Regions from separate parts of the Mus musculus genome. Here regions 1, 2, 3, 4, 6 and 7 are each linked to region 5. The links are chromatin contacts, called in public Hi-C and HiChIP or PLAC-seq maps. All regions are on one chromosome and are shown on one strand. Each heading gives the region's core, a stretch centred on a gene start, on an enhancer-like site or on the middle of the called end of the contact. The rest is flanking DNA. Distances are from core to core; before and after follow the strand shown. Region 1 has its middle 51 kb from the start of B130024G19Rik. Region 2 has its middle 68 kb from the start of B130024G19Rik. Region 3 has its middle 37 kb from the start of Gm35894. Region 4 has its middle 3.1 kb from the start of Gm35894. Region 5 has its middle 32 kb from the start of Gm36260. Region 6 overlaps Gm44812. Region 7 has its middle 20 kb from the start of Gm39032.

Region 1 (2,869 bases), core at 299-2,798, 1.0 Mb before region 5:
AGTCAAGGTCTACACTTTCAGTCATCCAGCTGTTACATTTTTTTTTTATTCGGCTCAAATTGATAGAATTCTGGTTGGTCCTTTTGTTTGTTTGCTTGTTTTAATTTAATGTCCAACAATGATCAACAGGAAATCTTTAGGCAAAGATTTTTGTCTTTCAAAACATGGACATATTGGCAATATTGAGACCCAGTCTACTAGGTCGTAGACAGAGGGAGTGCCAATAGCAAAGAGGGGTTGATGTTTTAGTTAATAAAGGGGTTTTCCATTGTTGTCATCTTAAACCATTGACCCTACTCCGCTCTGTTGTCTGAGGCTGTATTCATTTCTGCTAGCTGAGTGTGAGCTGCAGTCAGAGCTTAGGGGAGAATCCTTAGTTCTCTTACAAGGTGTCGGGGAAGGCTTAGTAGTTTCTGCCAGAGAAGAGGCATATAAGGTGAGGAGGAATTTGAAAAGTATGGAGTTTATACAGAAGGACCTTCAAACAAGAGAAAAGAGACTAAGACAGCATGGATGTGTACTAGAAGACTGAGAGGTTGACAGCTAAGGATCCCTCACAAGAACCATGTTCTACACAACATCTGTGTGCAGGACCTGGCAAAAGCGGAACCGACAGTGCAGGTGATGTAGGCGAGAAGATGCAGGTGTGAGGAATGGATGAAGAGACTGCCCACAAACCGTTACAGGAGAAAGCTGGAGGCGAATCCCAGCTAACTATGGAGCTTACAAACTCGCCATTAGGATGCGGTGCTTACAGGGGCTTAAGAGAAGTTCCCAAGGTGCAAGTTGGAGCATCACTGGGAGTCACTGCCGGGATGCTGGGAGAGCTGAGTGGTTAGAGGCAACTGCTGCACAAGAGAGCTGGTGGTTTTCCCCCAAGGTAGCCTCACTGCTTTTTTAGAGGAAGGTCTTGAAGTGGGAAATCCTGGCCTCATGGACCAGTGAGAGCCTTTTTCATGTAACCCTCTAGCCGCAGGGTTTTCTCCTCCTTCTTTTAATTCTCAGACACTTTGTGCCTGTTTGGGCCATACACCCAAACAGCTGCATGCAAGGTATTGCAACCAGTGTATTTTAAGTTCCTTAGGGGAAGGAGGAATTATGCTTTATTTACATATGTATATATATCATATATATATCACATATATATGCCATATATATATATGTTTTAAATATATATATTTGTGTGTGTGTGTGTGCGTGTATGTGTTATAAATAGCTTTGTGGAGGCCAGTGCTTTGGTAAATGAACAAATTTCAAAATTATTTTTTTACAGATCATTCCTCCTTTGGCATGTCATTTGGAAGTTAGTAACAAGTTAAATACGCTTTCTTTCAAACTATGAAAATAATGTCCTTAAACAATCTACTTGAAGCTATCTTGAAATATAAAGAAAAGGAAGACTGGGAAGTTGTTTCGAAACAGCAAAGCCTTTAAGAGTCAATGTCACATTTATTGCTATAAAATATTTTTCTCTCTCTGTTAGACATCTGGATCCCATTACATACAGCATTGGGTACTTGAGTTCACCAGCCATTTTGCATACTAAGCAGGGTGCACACAAAATCCCCACAGACATCACCAGTACACATTTGCTCCTTGTAATCCTTACTTTACATTCCCAGGCGACTCCTCTGTCACCGACTCGATGCTTACTGTTACATTTTTGAAGTTCTTACTTCCTTACTTACCTTTAGGATCAAACTCTGTACATATGAAAGATAAAGAGGCTCAAAACCAGGGGGCCTTTTGCTTTCTGTTTCGTATGGCCCAACTATCTATAATCAAGTGCCGAAGTCAAGGAAACAGCTAAATCTTAAGCCTATATTTACTAGTAACGTTGACCCAGAAATGAGAAACACAATATGGAATGTTTGCTAATGAGTCATGAATTTCCTTATAATTGCTTCCACATTCGGGATAGTTCCCTTAAACCGTGTAATCTCGACATATCCTGAAACAATCCCATGTGTTGTAAATGATTTTGTTTTATTTCTTGGGTTACTGTTAAGGGCTTATTTTCTGGTTCATTTCATTTTCTTAAAGAAAACCACACACTCATGTGCTCATACACATGCAACAAGAGGAACATACATGCTCCTGTGGGTTTTTTTTTCCTCAGACTCCACTTATAAGACACAAAAAGAATAAAAGACTTCCTCATTATTTGGTCTGGAAATCAAAATAATCACATTGGTATAGACTATATACCAGGGGTCCCAATTCAAGCCTGTGAGAACTAAAGCCAATGTTGAGCAATGTATCAGCCAACAGGCGTTTGTTCCTTTGCCAGGCTTCAGTATCCATAAGGGGAGAGACAGATACAACCAGCATTCAGTACAGCAATAATGGAAAATTAAATACGACTTTTAAAAACTGCTCACATTATAAAGTGATCTATTAGCATTATGTGACTGGAGCACTTAACGTGACTGATTCTAATTGCAATACTTGGCCCATAGCACACGTTAAAGAGCTGCAAGGGTGTAAAGGAAGGCATTTGATCTCTTTGGAGATATTTTAAAACGGGTTTTCTTTGTAATAAAGCTTCATTCCTGCTGCAGGAAAGATTGTGTGGATGGACTCTCTCAGCTCAGATGGAACCAGGGGTAATTATCGTTTCGTCTTTGATTCAGTCAATCAATAAGCCAAGTTGCAGCGGCATCTTCGCATGCATCCTCCTTTGTATCCAGAGCCCATGGATGTCATGCCAAGGATGCATAACCTTTTCCATGCACCGTAAGCTTTTCCAGGGAGCAGAGGGATTCTCTCAACGGGCTGTTTCCTTAAGACTGTCTTTGAGCCATGATGGTGGGTCTGGGAGATGAAACTACTCTGTAACATCTTGAACTGAGCCTAATATACATAGTAT
Region 2 (2,838 bases), core at 1-2,500, 980 kb before region 5:
GATTCTTGGACTGGCTGACCATCTAGCCTATACTACTTAAAAAAAAATGCAGGCAAGTGCTTCTGTCTTAGAAGCAAGCAAGCAAACTAACTAACTAACAACCCCCCCCCCCAAAAAAAATTCCTTAGGAAGGAAAAATTCCTGCCTGAACAATGGCACCTAAGGTTGTTCTGACACACCCCCCCCCCCCACACACACACACATGCATACATACATGTTGTACTCCATCATAGGGACATGTTCAAATAAATGCACACAAGTGTCTGCTCATGGGCATACACACATTACACAAAGAAGAATTGAAATTGTAAGGCGTAAAGGAAATTAATGGGAAGGGGAGAGAAAGGACAGGAGTATGGAGAAGAATATTCGCAAAAAGTATGCTATATACTTGAAAGTATGCTTACACCTGGTAACATGTGCAATGAACGTATGACAACTAAAAGAAAGAAAGAAAGAAAACAGGTTTTCCTAGTAAGATTACGAAATGGTAGATCACTCAGTGTGCCTAGAAACTGCATAGGAAGCAGGCTTGCCTCAGGCTGGACCTGGTGTTGAAGTTTCTACTGACAATTTGAACCTCACTGGGCTTTGGCCTGCCCTAGCTACGGTGGCCATCTTTGCCCTTGCCCTTATTGTTTCTGAATACGGTGAATGTTGGGCTTATTCCACAGACACGAGAGCAGTAGGGCTTTTACCCCATCCCTGGTTGTAAACCTTCTTCTCTTGAAATTCCTGCCAGAACCGTGCATTAATGCCAAATGTTAATTCTTGCTTAGGACATGATGTCCTATAAATGTTATGAAGGAATATCATTTTTCCTGTAGAACTGAAGGTATTTTTCAGGCCATGTTAGAGAAGGTTAGTTTCCCAAGTAACATCTGTGGGTCACCTGCTTGCCTGTAAATTGCTTCTAGGCTAACCCCCAACCCCCAATGTTATATAATCCTTAGAAGGAATTCCTGAGCAAGAGAGAATAGAACATCATTGACATCTGAAAGATGTGTAAAGATTTAAACCAAAACAAAGCTTCGCAAATAAAACGGTCCCACCCACCCCAGTTAATACTTGTCATCTTCTCTACATGGTCCTACCAGAGTGTTCAGGACTCCTACGCCCGAGGATGCGCCCTTCTGAACTAAAAATAAGAGAACAGACTCAGCTTTTGGGAGGTCTCAATGGCTTTGTTTCATCTCCTTTGTAAATATATCCCTGTTGACACCACATGTGCTTCCCAGCTTTCGAAGCGCAGGCATTTGTATGGGGAGTATCCCTGGGCCCTGAGCAGACGACAAGACATTTGAACAGTGTGAGCTGAAGTCTGCCCAGCTAGGCTGGTTTGTTATATTTCTCCCCTTTATAGTCTTTGAAATGTTTTGAATTAAAATAGCTTACTCAAGGTCACTGAAGGCATATGGTCCTGCTCAAAACTTTAAACAAAACATTAGTTTTTACAACCTTTTGTAATTTGGTATTGTATACAACATGGTCATATGCGGAGTTTCTGTAATCTTTTCAGTGGGTGATAGAAATATGAGAAGCAAATTTATAAGCCATTTAGCGAAGCATTTAATCAATTTCATGCATAGGAAACAACTCTGATGCCTTGGCTTTATCAATCTTTCTCTCCAGCAGAACCACTAACCCACTCGGTCTCCAAACACAGCCTGGGTGGGGGAAGGGTGGAGACCAAGGAGGAACCTTTTCCTGTGGCAGAATGGAAATGTCAGGGCTTCTGAAGCCGGCCTGACGCACTTAGCAGCGTCTCAAAACCTTCTGGAGGCTGTTAACGTATTTTAGACAAGGAGCTGGGATCTGGTGTTCGGAGGAAGTTTTCAAGGCCTTTTACTGCAAAGTTATTCATTAAACACCCTTTACCAGAGTGACTCTCACGTGCTCAGCCATACAGATTGGACTCAGCTTTGGGCTCCAAGAAATATTTTTAACAAATCCATTGCTTTCAAATGCATGGAAAAGAAGAAACAAAACAAAACTATTTACATTACAAGGTAACTTGTAAATCCCGGAATCAGAACAATTGTTTCAGAGTGACTGAAAGCCATGTACTTGCTAGGGTTGCCCTAGAACTTTGTAGAACTTTCTGTCTTCTATGGTTTGTGTTCTGGAGGTGCCCCTGACTTGGTTAAAGAATGAATCCTGCTCTCGGGCAACGTGATGTGTTAGTATTTTCCTTGCTGCTGTGTTAGAATCTCCCTTATGATGCTTTACTGCAAACCATCATGTTCTTCAGTGAAGATGTCTTGAGGGAGCAGAAGGTGATTTGCTGATAATCATTATCTTCTAAACTCTATTAAAATTGCATTAGGTCCATCTTGTCCTCTGAAATTGGAGCTAGTACAAAGGTATACCATTTTCCTCCCTCCCTCCTTCCCTCCCTCTCTTCCTCCCTCCATTCCTTGCTTCCTTCTTGAGAACGAGTCTTGACCTAACCCTGACTGTCCTATGATTCTCTGTGCAAACCAGGATGGTTTCAAACTCTGCCTCCCAAGTGCTGGGATTAAAGGTGTTCACTTCCATGGCTAGCTATCATTTGTAATCTAGAAAATGATTTTCTGCTACTAATTCTGGAACCTCAAAAATAATTCTAAGATCTTAGAAGTAAAGAGATAATAATCAAAATTTTAGAACCAGGAGATTTAAAATTCTCAAATAAAATCTGCAGGCTAAACCATTTGCCTTACCTTCATTAACCTCATTAGCATGAAGGTGATAGAAGATAGAGCTGGGGTCTTTGGCATTACTTTCAATTCAAGTTGCCTTTCCACTTCGGGAATCTGACCCATCAATGGTATATATCTTGAAAGTTCTCTGTCTCTC
Region 3 (3,079 bases), core at 326-2,825, 790 kb before region 5:
CTGCATGTGGCCATGGGAGTCAGTTCTCCCCTTCTATTATGTGGGTACTGGGGATTGAACTTACTTTGTCAGGCTTAACAGTAGGCACCTCGCCCTCTGAGCCATCTCAGTGGCCCTCCTAAATAAGAGGGTGGGTAGCATTCTAAGGGCTACTGGGGGCAGGCAATCTGTGTCTTTGGCTCCTTTCAGGCTTAACTGTTTGTAAATTTCCGCCTTTTACAAGGATATCAGTCATTTAGGATTAGAGCTCACTGTAATGAACTCACTTTAACTTTATTATCTCTAAATGGAACCTAGCCAAGTGGTATTCTGAGGGACTGGAGGCTCTGCACTCTCAGCTAGGAATTTTGTGGAGACAAGAGTCAACTCATTAGCAACTGCTAATTTAAAATCTCCCATAAAGAGTTAACAATCTAGGGCTACAGAGATGACTTAGTCAGTAAGCGGTTCAGTTCAATCTGACTTCTATCCCCAGAACCTCTGAGTAAAAGCAAGACATGGAGTGTATGTAACCGTAATCCTCCAGTGCTAGAGAGGTGGAGATGGTTGGATGCCTGAGGGTTCTTGGACTCATGCACAATGGTTGGACTCACGAATAATTGTGAGCTCCAAGCCATTGAGAAAACCTTTCTCAAAACTGGAGACTGACCTCCACAGTTATGCACCCACACACATAGGAAAACTTGAATACACACACAAGCACACACACACACACACACACACACACACACACACCAAGACAATAATCCAATTACATTGTAAAGAAGGAGTCATTTTAGAATGTTTTGTGTAAAGATATTTGTGGAGATGTTACAGTTTGGAAATATGGATCACAGACCTTATGGTGCCCTAGACAGTGTATTAGAATAGTTTGTCTCAGCCCAGGGGTAGTGAAGCATGCCTTTAAGTCCAGAACTCCAAAAGCAGAAGCAATAGGACCTCTGTGATTTTGAGACCAGCTTGGTCTGCAAAGCTAGTTCAGGAGTAGGCTTTGTTCCATAGAAGAATTCTGTCTTGAAAGAAAAAAATAAGAAGAAAAAAAAGGAAAGAAAGAAAGAAAGAAAGAAAAGAAGAGAAAAAGGAAAAGAAAAAGAAAAAGAAAAAGAAGAAAAGAAAATGAAAATGAAAAAGAAGCAGAAAGAGAAAGAGAAAAAGAAAAAAGAAAAGAAAAAGAAAGAGAAATACCCTGCCTTGTTAGTCTCATAATAATATCAAAGACCTTTTTAGACCTTCTTAAGGAAATCACCTGGACTCCAAGTAAGCTCATTTTTCTTTTGAACAGCTCACCCTACTTGGCTAACCTTTTACCTCCCTGACCCCCTCAGTATCTCCTGGAGTAAATCAGGGGCATACTTCAGGTGACAAAAATTAGGTGAAAAGAAGCAAAAATATTTACACTTTCTAAAAGCAGAAATCAATTTGTCCGAGGCCTGGCCTTGATTGGAGGTATGTCTGCTTCACTGGTTAGAGCACGAAAGGGATTATGGGATTCTGCGTTTGTTGATCTTCACGTGGGTTGTATTCAGGAATTAAGCAGGCTGGAGGTGGGTCTTAGAAAGCCCAGGGATCACCCAGGCTGGGAGCTGAGCCAGGTGAGGGCTTGGCAGGTTCCCCAGTGTAAGAAGAAGCTAGAGAGCTGCTGTCTGCCTGCTTCAAGTAGGAAATTTAAATATCTGTTTGTCTGCCTGGAACGAATAACAGATAGGGAGCTGGCTTCCAGCTCATACACTGCCACTAACCTTTCCAAGTCACTTTAGGCACCTTTCTTTAATCTTCTCGCCTGCGGTTTTGGCTGCAGACTCAAGGGTATTCACCAGGGTGCAGGGCAAAGTCCCCTACAACAATAAAATCTTTGGAGGGCGATTGTTCCAAATATTAAACGTGACTTCCCTGTGGTTAACGACCCTAGGACAGCTGTGGTTCTTTGCTGAGGCCCCGAGATGTTAACTATCTCTGTTCGTCGGGTTGGGGGGCAGGGAAGTGTCCTTGCTACTAAACCAGGAGGAGGAGAGTTCTCCAAGATGCCTACGGCTGACCTTCTGACCCGGCTAGGCAGCTGCTCTCCCCGCCCCCACCCTGCCCTTCCAGTCTCCACTGCTGGAATTTTCATCAGCTTTGCAGTAGACTGCCTGAACAGCCAGGGCTTTTGGACTATGAACTCGCAAGTTGGGGAGCAAATGCCAGGGCACCCAGGGCTTGCCTCTTCTGGGCACTTTTCACTGACTCTTCAGTCAAGGAGTGAGAGAGAAGTGGAGGTCTGGGCTGTTTAACAGTGGCGTCTTTATCTGCTTCACCCACCGCTGACCAGGGCAGCTCTAGAGTTATCAGAGTGTCATTAACAGGGACAGCTGCTGGTAAACAGAAGGATGTGGACACCGGCTCTCCAGTCAACAGGAATTTAACTCTAATCTGCTCCTTACTTAAAGAAACACCGCTCTCCTCTCTGTGCAGGGCCAGCGTGTGTTTATCTCCTTTAACTTTCAGATAGAAGACTGGCATGGGCTCAGGAAACCCCCGCCGGCTACAAAATTAATAAGGTGTTAGGGACATGCACCTTAGGTCGATTGGAGGAGACGCTTGCCCCAGAGAAGGGTGCGGGGGGGGGGGGGGGAGGAGATCTCACCCAGGAGTTGTCTGCCTAGCTGGAAACCGATCCTACATATTTATAAAGGTAAACTTGGCTCGCGGCCAAACGCCTGCATTTAAGTGATTAACAAATGCGTCTCTTTAAGCGGACACCTCTTGTTCTAAATATATTTGACAAGAATGCGAAGAGTCATCTGGTGGGCAGAGAGGGAGCAGCTCCGGCCTTCTCTGGCTAGGCTGGCAAGCCCGCCCGGGCCGTGCTCCTGCACGCTCAGTGCCAGCCGAGTTCACGTCGCTGGTGGGCAGGCTGCCAGAGCCAGCGGCTCCCCACTGTTTAACGACAACGGATTTACGGCTTCCCTCCATATTGGTGTTATTTTGTATAAACAAGGTTAACACTCCTTTTAAATTAAATGCACCACCTGGTGACTGAATGGCTGACCTTGCCAGCTTCACCTGCCCTGCCCTAGATCGGGTTCTAGCTCTTCTGTCT
Region 4 (2,810 bases), core at 56-2,555, 820 kb before region 5:
GAAGCTCCTTGGGTATATATGACAAAAACTTTCTCCTAAAGTCAACAGGCCCAAGGAAATTAGCCCTTCATCTCCATCTTTCATGACAGGGCTGGGTGGACAAGGCTGTGGCTTCTCCACAATTTCAAAACAGACAAGTGAGTACTTTGGAACAATGGATGCAGACCAGGGAGGCGTACTGTACTGTGGCACAGTCCAGGAGTAGAAGGATCTATTTCTGAGTGTTTCCTGTTTAATCCCAGACACTAAACTTCTCTTTAGTGTTTCTGTCTTCTTTTCCTTCTCCTTCCTTGTCCTCCCCCTCCTCTTTCCCTTCTGCTTCCCCCTTCTGTTTTTCTTATTATTATTCCCCGTTCTTTCTTCTCTCCTTTTTCTTTCTTCTCTTTCTCATCTTCCACACCCCCTTTCATCTTTACTTTCAGAACTAGATCTGCGAATGATTTGAAGACCAGACAAGAGATGTACTGCATGCTTGCATGGCAGTAAGGATGTCATCTGCTGACGCTCTGGTCCATGGTGTCCTGCTACCTTATTGACTTCCTCACTCTGTGAGGTGTGGTGTCAATGTAGGACTCCTCTGTTTCCTACCTCATCTCCTTCACATTTTTTTTAAAACCACATCCAATGAGATTGGGGGAAATTACAAAAGATTTGTGCTTGTCCAAATTCAGGCAAGAAAATTAACAAGCCAGTATGACATCTCTATTACCAGTGGAAGCCAAATGTTTGAGCTCTGATACTCAGGCAAGGCCATAAATATCTTTTAAACGATTGTGGGAAGAAACTGTGGCTAGACAATGCATCTAAAACAAAAATAATTAAAATTCTTTCTTTGTGATACAATTCATGTAAAACCCGAGTTTATTTTGTTCCTAGAGAAAGCATGGGGAACTGAAAGCGTTGGTCAGACAGTGATGCGTGAGAGCACTGGACAAGCAACTTTCTTTAAAAGAGTTTCATGGACAGTATTCATCTCCATCAGAGAAAGCGCCCTTCTGTGTTTATGCTTCTGCTTCTCAGGCCCAGATGGGTATGAGGAAGTGGGACTCAGCTCTGGACCTGCTGTGCAAGGGAGATTCCTTTAAAAAACAACTGGATTTTTGCATTTGGCTCATAGGAAACCTAATTACACTCTACTCTCTGGTAAATTCTCTTCAGTCTTCCAAACATGGGGTGGGGTGGGGGGAACAGTGGCAGAAACTGAAAGACCAAGAAAGAGAAAAGAGTGTCCCTAAGACCTAATGAGTCCAAACTAAACACCTCTCCACAGAAATGTCAAACATTTCTCTTAGCACAAAACAAGGCTTAAAGAATTCACTGCTTTTGTCTCTGGCCTAATTCCTTAAGCAGAGAGGGGATTTTCCTCTGGGAGTGTTATTTCACAAAGAAAGAAACAGCAAATAAACAAAAGACTCTCAAAGAGAGAGAGAGTATAAATAAAATTCATGACTCCTTAAAGAGTTTACCCTGAAAGAATGTGGAGGGTTATTGCCACTAAAGCGGAGCCTCTAGGATAGTTAGTGTGTGCGGGGATGTATAGATATCAAAAGAGCCAGCCTTTATTTCATGTGCCTCAGAAGAACTGTGCACCTGCAAACTTTCAATGTGCAAAAGAATCACCAAAATTCATTGTCCTGACTTTTTTTGTTAATTGAAGTTTTCTTGGATCTGGATTTTAAGACATGCGTTCAGCATATAACGTTTTTATTATTATTAAAAGCTGCGGGTGATGTGTGTTATCATTTGGTTAAAACGAATGACCCTGAAAGAGGTCTTAGAAAAAGTTTCTCTCTCTCTCTCTCTCTCTCTCTCTCTCTCTCTCTCTCTCTCTCTTTCTCTCTCTCTCTCCTGTGTGTGTGTGTAATGGGGGGGGGGGTGTAATTTTCTGCATTAAACAGGCATTTAAAAAAATGATTGTTTTCTCTGGCCAAAAAAAAAGGGGGGGGGGTTGTTGAACAAAAGAAAAGTTATAATCTACCAGGAAAAGAAGTTTGAGTTAAAAGAAAAGGCGGCGCCTGTACAAGGCAAGAACTATCTAGTTCCCTGGTAAAAGTTATCCAATACAACATTGTAGTTCATAGAAATCAGGTTGGAGGAAGGGTCCCGTGTATCTGGAACAAAGGCATACATGCAGCAGGCAGGCAGAAATAAATTGTTATTAAGATAAAGGTGGAGGAAGCCACCTGATTATAAATTATAGACCAACTATTCACATTTTCAAGCGAGTGTGTGTTTATTAGACATTGGGCTCTACTTTGAGTGTGACTTAAAACAGCACTGATAATGTTAAAAGCCCCAGAACAGGGGGGATCTAGACAAGTGGAGTTTAAAGGCGAAGTTGGGGTAAAAAAACGTGGTCTTCCAGCAGGCTTAAACTCTGTGTCTGGGAGATGGGTGAGGATTTCAGCACTTGCAGAGTTTAGATTGAGACTTATCCTGACGGCCCCGTCTCAGTGAAATATCTGAAACATTTGGCCCCACGAGATTAAAAGAACAGCGCTTATATTTAGCATCTGCTGCGCCCAACTCCAACTTTGCTACTAATAAAATTCAGCTCTATGGAAAAGAATTTGAATTCCAGCTGGGCAGTTTTCAAAATAAGATGAAAAGTTAAGCAGGCAATTGGTGTGTATTTAAGGCTCAAAACACCTTTCCCCCTAAGAAGACTTGAAGGAGTTAATCCCTTCTCAAGATAATCCACTAAAGAGCATCCTTCATTATGATGTTAAAAGCAAGGATCAGTGCCGGGGAGTGGGACAATGGGGCAGGGGCTTTTCAGTCCCCACCGCATTCTTCCCAGGTTAGAAACA
Region 5 (2,923 bases), core at 211-2,710:
AATGAGGAGTGTTAAGAAATCCGGGTCAGGTATGGGCACAATTTTGACATCTTGTTGAAATCGGTGTCTCCTTTTGCCTGCGATGCTAAGTCTCTACTCTGGGGTCTGACCCATGGCTCTGCAGTACAGTTTGTTTATCACATACAGGTCCTTAAGTTGGAGCAACTCAGGAAGCGAGGGATTGGAAAGGAATGGAAGGGCAAGGGAAAAAGGCAAAAGCAGAAAGGGGCAGGGGCAGGGGCAGGGGCAGGGGCAGACAGCCCTCTACTGCTCTACTAGGTATAAAATGTGACTCAGTTTCTTCAATCTGGTGACTAAGCACTTAATACCCATGTAAGCTTTACCTCTCATGGATTTGTGCCAGAATTCAGAATATAGCATTGTGGTATCTGCGCAAACACAACTAGAAGAGTAGCAAGAAAATCAGCCAGGTAAAGTGCTGTCTGTCCTTCAGTCTCCTGGTCCAAAAATACCCAGATTACCCCCATACTGAGACATAGATCCCTGTGATAACATCAGATCACAATGTTAGCTCTTGAGTTTGTTTCAACACTGCCTCTGTCTCTTAAGTTTGGGGATTCTATGTGCTACTATGCCTGGCCCATACTATTATGTATTTTTAATGGGATTCTTTTCACTTCCATTTCCAGGATGAACAACTGTGATAAAGTAGTGGAATACCAAAAATAAAACTTTGCCCGAAATGATTTCAGCTCTTTCAGCCTGGTCCTCTTAAAAAACAACATACAACAACAATCGACAGATTAAATACGTAAGATCACCTGAGAATCATGATTTTCCCCCCTCTGTGGTTTATTCAGAAGTCAATTTGAAAATTATGAGAATGTATAATAACAGAAAGGTTGAAGGAAAATGCTCCTAAGTTAGTTCCTGTGTTTGATTTACTTAGAAGGGACACTAACCCCCGTAGAAAGGTGGTATCAGCTACTCCCTGAATGTCAGCTGCAGGCTTGCTTTCTACAGAGTTGCCCATGAGGGACAAATGAGGGAACGAAAGCAGATAAGTTCCAGAAACAGTCTGTTGGGTTTTTGTTTGTTTGTTTGCTTGTTTCTCAAAAAAAAAAAAAAAAAAAAAAAAAAAAAAAAGAGTGACTTTCGCTTCACTTAGTGGCTTTAAGAGCCGGGTGCACAGACTAAGGTTACAAAGTAGCCTTGGCGTCCCTTACATTGTTCTTTACAGGCTCTTGACACAGGCTCTGTGACTAACAGAAAGAGGCGGATCTTGAAGCAGATTGATCTAGAAACAAGGGTCCCCGAGAGCAGTTTCACTAGCGACTTGGGAGTCTAGAATGAGCCCCCAGGCTCCTCCGCCTTCCTCATGCCAGAGCTGCGGAGCCAGGAGCCAGGCTTTCCACCTCAAGCATCAAGGGCTATTGTAACAGCAATGTGCTAAAGCGCCACAATGGAGGATTAGGATAGAGACCGGAGGACTGACCTCTACTAAAAATAAAATTTGGCTCCCCTTGGGAATTCCTTCATGGATTGTGCAACCATGTACAGAATGCTTCAGGGACCGGCATATTTTCTGCCTCCCCCAACCCCCCAACCCCCCTTCACCAACAGACTTGGTGTACTCTGCCGTCCACACTGAAGACCACAGCTGTTTTGTTTGGACAGGCTGGTCTCAAAGTTTGAGCTTGCACACAAAAGGCTTATCACCGACACCAGCCTTTCTCTGACAGCTGTTTTCTTTCCCAGCCCCAGGGCTTTGGTTAAAGGAAGAAAAAAAAGGGGGGGGGGTTGCTGAAGAGAGAAACCGGGTTATCAGTAAACTCCAGTAGATACCTGCCTTCGAGACCTGAGGGAGACTCTCACACACTTTAATGCCACGCCGAACAACTAGTTTGATAAACTATTCATTCTCTCCTTAAAAGATGGTGTGGAAGCTGAGCCCAAATTACTTCCTATTAAAAAAAAAAAAAAAAAAAAAAAAAAGGCGAGGTACATTACAAGGGCTGCTATGCACGGAAAAGCGTGCCTGTGATCATGAGTTTGTGAGGTGTATCGTATCCCAGTAGCATGAGGCTGGCTGGAGGGAATCAGCTCCAGGTATGTGCGTGCTGCATCTAGGAGAACTGATAAAATCAGGGTCCTGTCAGCTGTGTAAATTGAGAGGAAGAGCCAACTTCAGCGGCTTCCTTCGGGAAGGTTGGTTTTGTGCTGGCGAACTGCTCCCCCTGGTGGATCCGCAGCTGCCATGTTCACAGAACCGTTCTGCAGGGACCAAAGGCGGTTAGAGGCAAACCCTCTGGAGGAAAGTTAACTTCAGGGCGCCCTCATCAATTCCAGCAGAATCCCTCCTGTGTATCATTGAGACTCTCTTATCTTCCCACCTTGTCACGTCCTGTGTCTGTTCTTCTTACCAGGGTCTTGTTGATTTGACGGGCATGAAAAAAAATCTCTTTTTGGTTCTCTATTTTATTTTATTTCCCTTTAAAAGTAAATCTAGATATATACAAGAAGGAAATTACCCACAGAGGGAACATTTTATTGTGACACCACTGTTTTCCATACACCCTATCCACTGTTGGGCATCTCGTTCATTCATACCTAGGCTCCTTGTTGTACTTATATGTTCTATAAGTTATATGAATTCCTGAAGACCAACTTGTTCCCATTAGTATACATTTCAGTGCTGATGTAAATAATTGATGTTGTTGTTTTTACTAAGAATGTTTTCTGTGTGCCCTGCTATGCAAGGATAGGAGGTGATGTTAACTGGGCATGGACAATTGTCTAGATCAAGTCTCTCACTTTTGAACATTCTGTAAAGTCAAACTGCAGCCTCTTTTCGAACACTTTATAAGCCAAATAAGGAGGGATTTTAAATATTTATTTAACAAGACATATTTTAAATAACCTACATATGTAAATAGAACGTTCTTAGCCTGTACATTATTGC
Region 6 (3,070 bases), core at 428-2,927, 900 kb before region 5:
TTCAGGAGTGCTTCTTTACTATTTCCATTTGGAGCTATACAATGGCTGGAGTATTACCATGATGATGCGTGCTCTCAGAGAACATTAGGGAATATCAGTTAGTCAAGCCAAGCCTATATGTAAAATCATGTTTATGTTTTCATATAGGAATCTCAAACAATGTCAGTCTCAGACTTTCTATATACAAAAGCCCTAGCCAGTGAGAAAATGAAGTCCTCTAGTATTGACATAGATGTTTAAATGCCTAGATAGCCACATGAGCAGATGATTCCAGAAAGAGCTTTAAGGAGCCTGAAGCAACGTGGAGGGAGAAATCAGCTGCTGGTGGATGAGTGTTTGTCACATGGGATATATGGAAGTGGTGGCATAGGGCAAGACACAAGCAAAGCAGAAAGCAAAATGACAACGTGCAAGGAAAACCAAGAGTTAGCAAGGAGGGACATGGGTAAGAGCAGTGTGTAGGAAGTTAAGGTGGAGAAAGAAACCATGCAAAGCACTCCAGGAAGGGGTGTCCACCTTCCAGCTTATCACTTCATACACTTCAAGGTCCCAGGGGCTTTTTGAAGTGTCAAAGCATATGTGTGGTCTCTTTACCATTTTCTAGTTTGACTAAAAGATGGGTGTTTCCAGGTTGTAGAGAAACAATGACATTTTGAGTACAGAGGACAGTTTCCTAACTGACTGTCTAAATTTTCAATTTAGTATGTACTGCCCTGAATACAAGTGTACTCTCTCCATATAAAAAGGCTTTTCAGAATGTAATATAAAGTTACATACCGGTATGGACTTAAATGCTCAACTGATGCAAATTTTTATGCAAAATATTATATCTATAAATTTGGAAACTTATTTTACTTTCTCATGTAAGACACAAATACTAATAACTATTGATTCATTAAAAAAAACTGAAAATCCTCTTTATTTTGGAAGAGAATCAACAGCTTTATTGTACAAACAAGTTGAAGGCATAAACATACTGGTGTGCAAGTTCTAAGGCCACTCTTGTTCTTTGGAGCTTTCACTTTAGGGTCACAGTAAGACCTAGAAGAGATGGTAATTAGGTCTGTTTTCCTTTCCTAAGTCCTGTCTATTTTATTCACCCTTTTTAAAACACCCTTCAGAAGATAGATATATCATGAAAGTTAAAAGAAAAGAAAAAAAGACTAGGAACAACGAGAGCTTTCTTTTATAACCTAGTAGTCATGGGTAGCATAACTACCCATCCTTAGCAAGCGAAAAATGAAGCCATTGTTTGATAAGATGTACAACAAGGTATGTTAATATTCCACTTTGTCAAGGCATAAGTAGAGAAGAGCCAGGGAGGGGCATAGCTGTTTTCCCACAGTAGAAAAAAGATGGCTTCAACATTGCAGCTCAAGTATTTGCTTAGAGTGCGGAGGATCTAGACTTTCTGGTATTTGCAGTGAAATAACAACAGCGAGGCAACCTGTCTTTTCGGAAAGGAATGCTTGCTTAAATTGGCTCCACTCGGCCTTAGCAACCTCAACTCCCAGGCCACATTTTTCCCTCTCTAAGAAGCAAGTGGAAACTTGAAAAGTATGTACCACATCTCGAAGAGGGAGCAGTGAACTTTGCCCAGGTCTGCAGCCAGCTCTGAAATCTGAAACTTCAGACACTGCACCACCGGGTTTCCCTCCCCCTCCCTCCTTTCTAATCCTGCACATTTCTTGCCTTTGCAAACTCCCTTGGCCAGAAAGCCTAGGAGTGTCCCTGCTAAGAGAAAAACCTGTTCTTTAAGTCTTTCTGGTGTCATTAGAGAGGAAGTACTAAACAGAAAACAAAACATTAGACCCGACTTTATGCCTGGAGTGACAAAGTTCAGACCGTAGGCATTATGCACAAGGATTTATTTCTCATTCACTTTCAAAGCTAATCAACAACATCTTCAAGATTCCCCCATGTTGAAATGATCACAGGGTGGAAAGAGTTCCCTCAGTTTATTGGGGAGGGAGAGAAATTATGAAAAGCCCCGTGTTTGGGGTGCTCTCTGTATGAAAGGCTCACAATTGTTAAGTGACTTGGTAACGTGAGCTGTGTTAGCCGCTAAGATTCTTTGGCATAATTGAAGATTAATTTGATTCCTCAGATTGTTGAGGGTGGCTGACAGTGGGGGGCTGGGCTGGGTGGAAATACATTATTCGCATCACAAAGAAGTAGGTGTACCCTAAGTGGCTGCCTTATGACTGCTCATAAATGTTTGCCCTCCTAAGTAGTCACGGGGCTCTCTGTGGCAGAGATTGGATCCTGCTGCTTGGGAGGAGGGCGCCCTGCCAGCATGGATAAGGCAGGTGAACCCCAGAGCAACTTCAAATATTTTGTAAAGAAAGTAATATGTAGTAATGGCTACTCCAGAATCCATTAACTTGGAACAAGCCGACTCAAGGGCTCTGGCTTTCTCAAGTGTCTAATGTAAACAATATGAACGTCAATAGTGGGGGACATTCCAAGATAGTATTAACACGATTGATTTATTGATGGTTACACAATGGGAGGTTATCTTTCGTTAATTGACTCTGTAAATAAGCTTGCAGGCAGCGGTGCATGGGAGTGGAGGGAGGGGAGTAACCTGAAAAAGCCAGGCACCTGGATTGTAATTTTTCAACTCCCAGACTATTTTGGTAAATCCCAGGGCACTTCCTCTTGCAGTTTCAAACTCAGTTTAGCAGTGTTAATTCCACTCAAAGTTTCATACATGTCCTTCACTGGAGGGACACCTGCAGAGTGATGTGTCACTGTGGATACACTAAAATATGTCCAGTTAAAGTTCTGCTTCAGGAAGACATAAAGTCTAACGATTGTAGGGGTGGGAGACAGCAGGAGTGTGTGTGTGTGTGTGTGTGTGTGTGTGTGTGTGTGTGTGACAGAAATGTCTGAGAGACAGAGAGACTGAGAGACAGAGAGACACAGAGAGGCAGAGAGACAGAAACACACATAGAGACACACAAGGACAGGATGGAGAAACAGAATCCACCCATTTGAGTTATTCACAAATCCAGAAACAGGGAGCGAGTGGCAACTTTAGTTGAGGGAGTCTTGGAACCTCTGAGCA
Region 7 (2,727 bases), core at 187-2,686, 590 kb before region 5:
AGGTAGAAAACACACTCAAGATTTTCCGGTGTAGTGTCATAGATTGCCCTGTGCTAGATGAAACACTACAGATAGAGTCGAAGGGAAGTGTGAATCTTGTTTTAACATTGAGATCATTTGAAAGACAATGTGAATAATTTAGGCTTGAATTATCTGGTTGGACCCTAGTGCCAATTAAATTAACCGAATAAATTATCCTAGGCTGATAATTTGCAGTGAACAAAGAGACACAGAGAGTTAAGATAAGTACCTGAAGGATTCATTTACAAACTCAGTTAATAATGTTTTCAGTCCTAATTACTCAGTTTGGCTATCTGAGTTGATCTATTTGCTGTGTAATTATATAATTGCTTAATTCTCCAGTCCTGGTTATGGGGAGGATTAAATGAAATAGTATATTGAAGAAATTTAGTAGTGCTTGCTTCGCGTGCAGGCTGGAGCCATCACATCCCATCACTGGCAGGTCAGGTCAGTTGCTTTGGTGATAAAAGCCTGCATCACAGCATCACACAACTTTGTACCGTTTGCCTCCATGCAAGTTACATCCCGAGTTCAAATGATTGGGTCAATGAGAACAGCAGCACCAACTCTTTATAGACACTTGTGTGGGCCAATCTCATCCTCACACCGATCCCTTAAAGATTAGATGGGTAATTCCATAGAAAAGATGCAGAGATTTGGTGGCGTTAACTAGCACACCTGAAGTTGACAGTCCAAGTATTTCTTTTTACTCTTTACAATATGCTGAGCAGCCTTCAGACACAGTGCCCACAGGACAGGGAATATTTTCAACCCAGCAAAAATACATGTGACCATGAGCGGAGATAAATACTGGGCTAAATCTTATTGAATGGCTGGCTTACTTTGTATTTCAGAGACAGCAATGATGCTGTTGCCCCCTGAATATTTCACATTGGCTTAAGTTATTTAACTATTGGGTGAGCAAGTGAGAGCCAGCCCTGTCTACGGAAAGGTGTGCTAGGCTTAGACAAATTAGCTATGCTATACCCTGTGGAGGTCCACTCTCGTCTACAGTCTGTTTGGAGAGGATCCTCAGGTTCCTGGGTGACCATAGGGATGGACAGCAGAAGCCCTATAGAGAATGGAAGAGGAGGGGAAGGCAAGCCAATAAATGGCTTTAGTGTCCTTATCCCACAATAGACTACTAATAGACGGTTCTTTGGTCTAAGTCAGAAAAGTGGGTTTAATTTTCTACGGTCATTCTTGTTCTCTCTGTGCCCTTGATCAAATCCATCATCTCTTACAATCTTGGCTTCATCATCTGCAAAATCAAATCAGCCTGGCCTACCAGGCTTGTTGGAGGGATTGAAGACTGGGGTCTATGCGTAAGTTCTTTGAAACACAAAGTAGAAAAAGCACTGTACAAACGTGAGGATTAGTAGCAGCCGGCCTGTTCCATTTCTGTTGCCAGGCAAATCCTTGGCCACTTGCCCTGACCGCAACATCCCCATGACAGGCATGGAGCATGGCAGAAACCGGAAACAGGCCACTTTCACATTATTTTGAAATTTGTTATGAAATTTTGCCAAAACTTTATAAATACCAGCGAGGGCAACAGGGTGTTGTAGCACATTCTTTCTGCCTCATGAACCATTGTTTTTTGTTCTGGACTCGTAAGTTAAAATGCGCTCAGCTGCAGTTGCCTAGCTGGGTCATCCTGTGAAATGCCTGATATTCAATGCTTGACTCTAGCCAATTATCTTTAGTTCCCCTCTTTTATTAGTGTTAAATCTGAATTACAAGGGGGAAGGGTGGGAGTTGAGTGTGGACAGCGCACTAAACCTTTATGGCAGCGAATTCAGTTGCTCCGTTTTATTATTTTTCTCCCTTTGGCTTCAGTCCTTCGTTGATTTTTTTGACTTCTCCGGAACTCATTCTTCCTTCCCTTCTACCTTCAATATGTTTTCTCAAGCTGAAGACAAACTTTTCTGGTTGGGAAATTTGAAAGGAAAACAGGAGAGAAGGAGGAGAAGGAGGAGGAGGAGGAGGAGGAGGAGGAGGAGGAGGAGGAGGAGGAGGAGGAGGAGGAGGAGGAGGAGGAGGAGGAGAGTTCACAACAACCTTAAACTCGTAGTTAACAAAATAAACTGCAGATAAAACCCCTGAAGGTCTTGGCAGCGAACGTTTCCCACTAAAATGAAACCCCGTGCACTCGTAGTCTGAAACAAATTACGAAGGAGGGGGGGAAAATCAACAGCTCCGGGGTGAAACCGGGGTCGCTGCTGCTTCATCATTTTTAACCAAAAATAAAACAAGCAAATTTTGTTTAACTGCAGGTCAAAATAAAAAAAAATTAAAAAGTCCCTCATCTGTTCGGTGTAATTACTAACAGAGTGCAGCCTTTGCCAGCTGCAGGGTTCACGGATAAATGGAGGGAACTATAATTTTCTCTCCCTGGGGTTAAACCTGCAAACTTGACGTCTGTGCCTATAGCATGCTTTCAATATTCCATAGGAAACCGAGTCAGGACGTTTTGATAGAAGTTTTCTATTTTTTTTTTTGAATGAAATAATTGTTTTGCTTATGAAAAGTTAAATCTCTGGGAAGAAAAGGGCTTCTAGAAATTTGTTCCTCTGATGTCCTCAATCAAGACACTGTCCATACTGTATCATTAACTCTCTTGATCTGTATAATTTTGTCACCGAAGATGGGCAAACTTGGTTACCCTTTGGATGTATGGCACACAGGTCACTTTGTTTCCTAGTA

What was found. Hi-C and Micro-C count contacts between places; a contact is called where the count stands out from the background. HiChIP or PLAC-seq counts read pairs in DNA pulled down with a chosen protein or histone mark.
Region 1: a contact with region 5 is called in a Hi-C map of uterus, with 5 times the contacts expected there. The contact joins two enhancer-like sites. A contact is called at or near these places in 3 of 484 Hi-C or Micro-C datasets (all in uterus) and 4 of 115 datasets of contacts at active chromatin or transcription factors (the NIH/3T3 cell line, embryonic fibroblasts, embryonic forebrain and 1 more).
Region 2: a contact with region 5 is called in a Hi-C map of uterus, with 2.2 times the contacts expected there. The contact joins two enhancer-like sites. A contact is called at or near these places in 4 of 484 Hi-C or Micro-C datasets (all in uterus) and 1 of 115 datasets of contacts at active chromatin or transcription factors (neural tube).
Region 3: a contact with region 5 is called in a Hi-C map of uterus, with 5 times the contacts expected there. The contact joins two enhancer-like sites. A contact is called at or near these places in 9 of 484 Hi-C or Micro-C datasets (the C2C12 cell line, the HL-1 cell line, adipose-derived mesenchymal stem cells and 4 more), 7 of 115 datasets of contacts at active chromatin or transcription factors (the NIH/3T3 cell line, craniofacial prominence, embryonic hindbrain and 4 more) and 1 of 9 other capture datasets (embryonic stem cells).
Region 4: a contact with region 5 is called in a Hi-C map of uterus, with 5 times the contacts expected there. The contact joins two enhancer-like sites. A contact is called at or near these places in 3 of 484 Hi-C or Micro-C datasets (embryonic fibroblasts and uterus) and 2 of 115 datasets of contacts at active chromatin or transcription factors (epiblast stem cells and neural tube).
Region 6: a contact with region 5 is called in an H3K4me3 HiChIP or PLAC-seq map of craniofacial prominence, with 5 times the contacts expected there. The contact joins two enhancer-like sites. A contact is called at or near these places in 4 of 484 Hi-C or Micro-C datasets (nephron progenitors and uterus), 1 of 115 datasets of contacts at active chromatin or transcription factors (craniofacial prominence) and 1 of 9 other capture datasets (embryonic stem cells).
Region 7: a Hi-C map of uterus shows a contact between it and region 5, with 6 times the contacts expected there. The contact joins two enhancer-like sites. A contact is called at or near these places in 13 of 484 Hi-C or Micro-C datasets (the C2C12 cell line, cerebral cortex, cranial neural crest and 5 more) and 7 of 115 datasets of contacts at active chromatin or transcription factors (craniofacial prominence, embryonic limb bud, fetal liver and 4 more).

Annotation. Positions count from the first base shown.
Region 1 is chr7:70,414,858-70,417,726 of GRCm38.p6, forward strand. No RefSeq gene overlaps it. Among named protein-coding and RNA genes, the nearest start is that of B130024G19Rik, 51 kb to the left of the region's middle. Within about 2 kb of position 1,549, at least 24 of the 459 cell types and tissues checked have an H3K27ac peak or open chromatin away from gene starts, as enhancers often do. A contact at or near this core is called in uterus, where this site is marked.
Region 2 is chr7:70,432,286-70,435,123 of GRCm38.p6, forward strand. No RefSeq gene overlaps it. Among named protein-coding and RNA genes, the nearest start is that of B130024G19Rik, 68 kb to the left of the region's middle. Within about 2 kb of position 1,251, at least 5 of the 459 cell types and tissues checked have an H3K27ac peak or open chromatin away from gene starts, as enhancers often do. A contact at or near this core is called in uterus, where this site is marked.
Region 3 is chr7:70,622,651-70,625,729 of GRCm38.p6, forward strand. No RefSeq gene overlaps it. Among named protein-coding and RNA genes, the nearest start is that of Gm35894, 37 kb to the left of the region's middle. Within about 2 kb of position 1,576, at least 103 of the 459 cell types and tissues checked have an H3K27ac peak or open chromatin away from gene starts, as enhancers often do. A contact at or near this core is called in heart atrium, nephron progenitors and uterus, where this site is marked.
Region 4 is chr7:70,589,121-70,591,930 of GRCm38.p6, forward strand. No RefSeq gene overlaps it. Among named protein-coding and RNA genes, the nearest start is that of Gm35894, 3.1 kb to the left of the region's middle. Within about 2 kb of position 1,306, at least 11 of the 459 cell types and tissues checked have an H3K27ac peak or open chromatin away from gene starts, as enhancers often do. A contact at or near this core is called in uterus, where this site is marked.
Region 5 is chr7:71,410,166-71,413,088 of GRCm38.p6, forward strand. No RefSeq gene overlaps it. Among named protein-coding and RNA genes, the nearest start is that of Gm36260, 32 kb to the left of the region's middle. Within about 2 kb of position 1,461, at least 73 of the 459 cell types and tissues checked have an H3K27ac peak or open chromatin away from gene starts, as enhancers often do. A contact at or near this core is called in craniofacial prominence, heart atrium, kidney and 2 more, where this site is marked.
Region 6 is chr7:70,513,229-70,516,298 of GRCm38.p6, forward strand. The region is part of intron 1 of Gm44812; the gene reads left to right. Among named protein-coding and RNA genes, the nearest start is that of Gm44812, 5.6 kb to the left of the region's middle. Within about 2 kb of position 1,678, at least 48 of the 459 cell types and tissues checked have an H3K27ac peak or open chromatin away from gene starts, as enhancers often do. A contact at or near this core is called in craniofacial prominence, nephron progenitors and uterus, where this site is marked.
Region 7 is chr7:70,821,010-70,823,736 of GRCm38.p6, forward strand. No RefSeq gene overlaps it. Among named protein-coding and RNA genes, the nearest start is that of Gm39032, 20 kb to the left of the region's middle. Within about 2 kb of position 1,437, at least 40 of the 459 cell types and tissues checked have an H3K27ac peak or open chromatin away from gene starts, as enhancers often do. A contact at or near this core is called in heart atrium, kidney and uterus, where this site is marked.